Regions from separate parts of the Sus scrofa genome. Here region 1 is linked to region 2. A link is a contact called in public promoter capture Hi-C data. All regions are on one chromosome and are shown on one strand. The core of a region is the stretch at or near the end of the contact, and the rest is flanking DNA. Distances in the headings are between cores, read along the strand shown. Region 1 overlaps EGFR (epidermal growth factor receptor). Region 2 holds the start of SEC61G (protein transport protein Sec61 subunit gamma).

What was found. Promoter capture Hi-C pulls out the DNA fragments that hold promoters and counts their contacts.
Region 1: a contact with region 2 is called in a promoter capture Hi-C map of liver, with 6 times the contacts expected there. The contact joins the enhancer-like site here to the promoter of SEC61G in region 2. A contact is called at or near these places in 1 of 5 promoter capture datasets (liver), 14 of 47 Hi-C or Micro-C datasets (adipocytes, embryonic fibroblasts, epiblast stem cells and 7 more) and 2 of 2 datasets of contacts at active chromatin or transcription factors (alveolar macrophages and skeletal muscle).

Annotation. Positions count from the first base shown.
Region 1 is chr9:139,406,654-139,409,353 of Sscrofa11.1, reverse strand. The region is part of intron 1 of EGFR (epidermal growth factor receptor); the gene reads right to left. Among named protein-coding and RNA genes, the nearest start is that of EGFR, 110 kb to the right of the region's middle. Within about 2 kb of position 1,358, at least 20 of the 83 cell types and tissues checked have an H3K27ac peak or open chromatin away from gene starts, as enhancers often do. A contact at or near this core is called in liver and retroperitoneal adipose tissue, where this site is marked.
Region 2 is chr9:139,134,480-139,137,179 of Sscrofa11.1, reverse strand. SEC61G (protein transport protein Sec61 subunit gamma) reads left to right here and starts at 1,349. Exons shown (of 4, transcript XM_021063933.1): 1 at 1,349-1,811.

The sequences.
Region 1 (2,700 bases), core at 109-2,608, 270 kb before region 2:
CGGCCCTCCAAGAGGCTGGAGTTTTCCTTGACTGACTGCTGACCACAGAGCAGGACGCACTAACGAAAGGACGGAATGCAGGGTTTGGTTTACAGTCTCGCTACGTGAAAATATGACAAGAGTGACTTTTGTGTGTCTGGCTGTTCCTTTCTAGAGCCACCAGGCGTCCTCGCCTCCTCCCCTGCGGGGGTTCTGAGTCTCTAGGCCCCCAGCAGGGGCCTCTGTCTCCACATACAGGCATACTTGGGAAGTGAGTAAGGCTACTTCCCTTCCAAAAGTCACTGGCCAAACCGCGGCTGGATGGAAGCTCTGCCCCCACTGTGACCCGGGTGCCTCCCACCTGCTCCCCTGGAGCTCCGCCGCTTACTCAGGTGAGAGCCCCAGCCCCACAGGGGCTGAGGGGTGAGGGTAGTCCTTGATCTTCTGGTGTTCAGGTCCGAGGCCTCCTGCTGAGACCTGCCCATCACCTGCCCAGGAAGAGCCAGTTCCTCTCACCACACGCGGGCCCGCTGGACCAGGCTGGGCCTGCAGTGCAGGAAGCACGGGGACGGAGTGGAGCACAGAGGGACACAAATGATCAGCACAGAGTCCAGCGCAGAGGACGGCAGGGGGAGGAAGTGGGGCTGAGAATGCCCCAGTGGGGCTGCTGCCGGAGACCCCCCTGCCTGAGACGGGGCTCAGGACTCAGCAGGTCAAAGCAGCTTGGCCGACCCTTTCCAGCCGGGAGCTGGTGTGCGAAAGGGGCAGGGAGGTGTGTGGTGGGAGCGTGGCCTCGTGGGTCCAACGTCCCAGACCCCTGGGCAGCTGCAGTCGGCAGCCTGCTGGACAGCAGGACGCGGCACAGGGTGCAGCCCGCAGCTTCCCGCCAGGCCTCCAGGTCTTCGACACCCGAGGCGCTGGGTGGGAAAGTGGCCAGTGCCGAGCCAGCGCCCCCACCAGCCCTGTGCTCCCCGGGTGGTGCAGGTCCTGTGACTCACTGTCTGAGGACAAAGGCTGCAGACCAGCTGGTGCAGGGCCGCCCTGTGGAGCCAGCAGCCTTAGGTGTCACCAGGCTGGAGCAGGGGTTTACCCCACTCCTGCTCCATGACCTGCCCTGAGGCCACCAGGCTGTCTGCTCTGTTCATTCCCTTCTTCAGTTAAACAGTATTTAACAAGATGGTACAACAACAGTTGCCAAGAATGAATTAAGATGTGCTCAGGGCCCTGAAAAAACACATCAGCCCGCTGGGGAGATGGCTCCACACAGGAACGAATCATAGGACGTCCCCAGCCACGCAGCACAGGGCCGCTGAAGGGACACAGCTGGGCAAGAGGTGAAGTCGCCATACCTCCACGCCACCAAGCAGGTGAGGACAGGCCACCCGGGCCGCCAGCAGAGGGAGCTGCCCACAGCGCCGGTCTTGGGCCGCTGGTGTCACCACACCCTGTGCCGCAATGTGCTCCCCCAAGAAACCAAGGCTTCCTCCATTTCTACTTTCTCAGGCATTGCCCCCCCCACCCCCACCCCCACCCCCGCCCGGCCACCTGGGGATCCTTCCTGGATTCTTTACAGGGTCTCTGAGAACCATTACCCTCTTCTCTTATTGAAAAGAATTCTGAAAAAGATCTGTAATTTGCGAGGAAATCAACGATTTCCAATCCAGAATGGGGGGGAAGGACCTTTTCTGCAAACAGAAAAGTGGCTTCTGTGTGCCCATCAGTGCTCCCTCCCAAAATGGTTTGAATGTCCCTTTAAATTTGTTCTTCTCCTGTTACCCATGTTTTAAAAAAATCAGCCTCTAATGCACAAGTGTGTTTCAAGGCCATCTCTCTAAATATACACACACTGAAGCTGGTTTACTCATGAGCGTTAGAAAAAAACTCAAACCCACAAACAGCCACTCCCCCGACTCTCCCAAAAAACCCAAGGCAAATGACAACAGAAATCGAAACAAGGGAGCAATCACTGCAGGAGAGGGCCAAGGCCAGGGTCTTCTTCTGAAAACAAACGGGTGCTCCCAGTACCTGTCCTTCCACCCGCCCCCACACACCCTCCGCCTTAAGGCCAGGCTGGTTCCGACCACCGGTGCTGTGTGAAAACTTCGGTCTGGCTAAGAACTTCGGTCCCTAGAGTTCTCGTTGTGGCTCAGTGGAAACAAACTCGACTAGTATCCATGAGGGTGTGGGTTCGATCCCTGGCCTCGCTGAATGGGTTAAGGATCCAGCGTTGCTGTGAGCTGTGGTGTAGGTCGCAGATGTGGTTCCGATCCGGTGTGGCTCTGGTGTAGGCCGGTGGCTACAGCTCCAATTCGACCCCTACCCTGGGAACCTTCATATGTTGCACATGAGGCCCTGAAAAGCAAAAAAGAAAGAAGGAAGGAACAAACAAACAAATGAACGAACTGTGGTCCCACCACACCTTCACCTGTCAGACAGGGCCTTGGGAGAGGCAGTGACAGGGGAGAATTGCCACCCGAAGCACCTGACACCAGCAGACTCTTGGTGAATTTCACCAGGACTTGGTCTGGGGGAAATCTGGGGAATTCTGGCCTGGGTCCAGCAATGCATCGTGTCCTTCCTCCCCAGCACCCCCAGAGGCGGAGCCCCGCTGCTGCTCACGTGGTCGTGGGCGGCCTGGCAGCGGCTAGACCAGAAGGCATCTGGGCCCATCTGAGCAGGGGGTGGCGGGGGGGGGGGGGCTGAGCCAGGCTTTTAGAGCTG
Region 2 (2,700 bases), core at 100-2,599:
TCACAGAAAAACACTGGAGCCTGTGGACACTTACTTCACAGGATATTTGACTACAGGATGTGTTGGGATTGAAGCAGAGTAGAAATTTTTCAAAGCAGGGGTCTGTGACACACATCTTCTCTTAGCCTAACAAAGGAGCATGACCAGGGCACCACAGGAATAAAGGCAGTTCAGGACCAGCTGAGTGCTGAGTTCACATGTGTGAAAGCGTCAGTTCCTAAAGTAAAGTTTCTAATATCTACACGTCCAGATAGTCTGATTGAGTGGGTTGGGTCAGGAATCTATATTTTACAGAGTGTCCACACACTGTCCTGAGGGTGGTCCATACTGATGGCAAAATTCATAGGGAACTCTGCCTCAGTTTTAAGAATGTTAAGACTTTTCTGGACAGACTGGCGTGTCTGAGTTACTCCTCATTCCTAGGCCTTTAGCCCAGGTGACATCTGCGGAGAGGCCTGCAGTGACCTTGATTCCGCCCTCTCCACAACCCCCTCTTTAGTTGCCATGTAGCTTCCTTCATAATCATTTTGTTCTCTTGTTCCCCTCCCTACCCTGCGCGTTCCCTTACAAGACCATGATAGGAGGGTATGACAAGTCTGGCTTATCCAGAACACCTAGTAGAGCGTTATACACAGTAGATGCTCGATAAATAATGGTCAAAAGAGCTTTTCATTTTAAAAACACAGGATCACAGGCTGACAAGTTCACCAGTGACCACCTTGTGTCCGTGTCTGCAAATCCACACATAACACACACATGTTGTTCTAAGTCCCCAGTGCAAATCCAGAGAACCCCAAATGACGGCCTCAGCCCAGCGGAAGTCCCAGGACGGCACGGAGGAAGGCCAGGTTTGGGGTGGGAGACCGTCTCCCGTTAGGTCTGTCATAGAAAACACCACGTTGCTTATAGTTTCACTTCGACTAATAAAATTAAATACGCGTTGCTGTGGCTCTGGCGTAGGCCGGCGGCTACAGCTCCGATTCGACCCCTAGCCTGGGACCCTCCATAGGCCGCGGGAGCGGCCCAAGAAATGGCAAAAAAAAAAAAAGACAAAAAAAAAAAATTTAAGTAAAATTAAATACAAAAAGTCACCGCCCGCGACGAAGCCCATAGGAGCCAATGGCCCGACCGCTGGGCCTTCCAGCAAAGGTGACCCGATCGAGAAGCAACCAGCCGTGAGCAGGCCAGGCCACGCGTGCCCCGGCCCCCGACCTGCCCACACTGCGGAGGGCCCGCGAGCACGCCCCGCCCACAGTGGGAGGGCCTGCGAGCACGCCCCGCCCCACGACCCGCGGTCAAGGGAGGGCCTGCGAGCGTGCCCCACCCGTGCCCCGCCCACACCGCCCCCGGGGCCTCAGCCGCACTCCGTGCGCAGGTCCGAGAGCAGGGCCTAGGCGTCCGACTGCGCCTGCGCGCCCACGTCGCTCCAATGGGCCAATGAAACGGAGGGGTGGGCGGGTGGTAGCCGGGCCGGCTTCCGGTTCCGGTGGGCGTCTGCGTACTCTTGTGTTACTTGTCTCTGGAGCCGGAGCCGGCGGTGGGTCGGTGGGGTTGGGTCTGGCGCCCACCCGGCGGAGGGCCTAGGAGCACGCCCCGCCCACGCTGCACCCGGAGCGTTGGCCACACTGTGCGTGCCCGTCAGCGAGAGAGGCCGAGGCGTCCTACTGCGGCTGCGCGCTGACGTCGCTCCAATGGGCCAATGAACGGAGAGGTGAGCGGGCGGTAGCCGAGCCCGGCTTCCGGTTCCGGTGGGCGTCTGTGTGCGGACTCTTGTGCTACGTGTCTCTAGAGTCGGAGGCGGCGGCGAGAAGGTGAGTTCCCGTGCGGCGGGCGCTGGGGCCACCTGTGGGGGCTAGCGGAGACGGCGGGCGTGGGCCAGCCCTCCGGCCGCCTTCCTGCAGGGCGTCGGGGACGAGGCCCCCAGGCTGAGCTCTGGCCCCGGGCGGGGCGTTGCATCCCCGCCTCGGCCACCCGTGCGGGGTCGCTTTCGGCGGAGGGTCCCGCGGGGCTTGCGTCTGGGGCGGTGGGGCGGAGTGACCGGGAGAGCGCAGTCCCGGCCTGTGGGATGGGAGGGTGGGGCTGGGCCGGGGGATCCTACTGGGTTTCAGGCCGCTTCCCTGATGCTCGGTGCAGAGGGCTGGGTGTTGTGCGTTGTGTTTGGAGAAAGGGCCCTTCGGTTTCATCGCCGAGGACAGGTGTGTAGGAGGGACCCAGCGTAGCTGGCCCAGGATGTTCGTAGAGTTCCTAGCGTGCTTTAGTGTTTCATATGCATTATTCCACAGTGGGTGAGAGAACTGGGCCTGGAGAGGCTGAAAAAAGGGAAGAAAGGGATTTGAACCACCACCTTCTCTTACGGGTGGCATTCATTCATTCATTCATTCATTCTGCAGAAATTTATAGAGTATTTGTGTGCCTGGCCTCTGCCGCAAGCACTAGAAATAAAGTACCAACAGTGAGCTGGCTTCCTTAGCTCTATACCGGGTGGCCCTGCTCTTCTGCAATAGGGTTCTCAAAAGAAACTATGTGGTAAAACATGTAGCCCTTTTTCCTTAAAAGGTGTGTCCACATGTAAAGATTTAGAGTTTAGCTGATAGCTTCTCAGAACCTGGATATCTGTTCAGCCAGTCTTTGGAATTTGAAAATTTTGTACCTAGTAGTCCATGGACTCTTCAAGTGTTGTTTGGCCGAGGTTTGGAACAA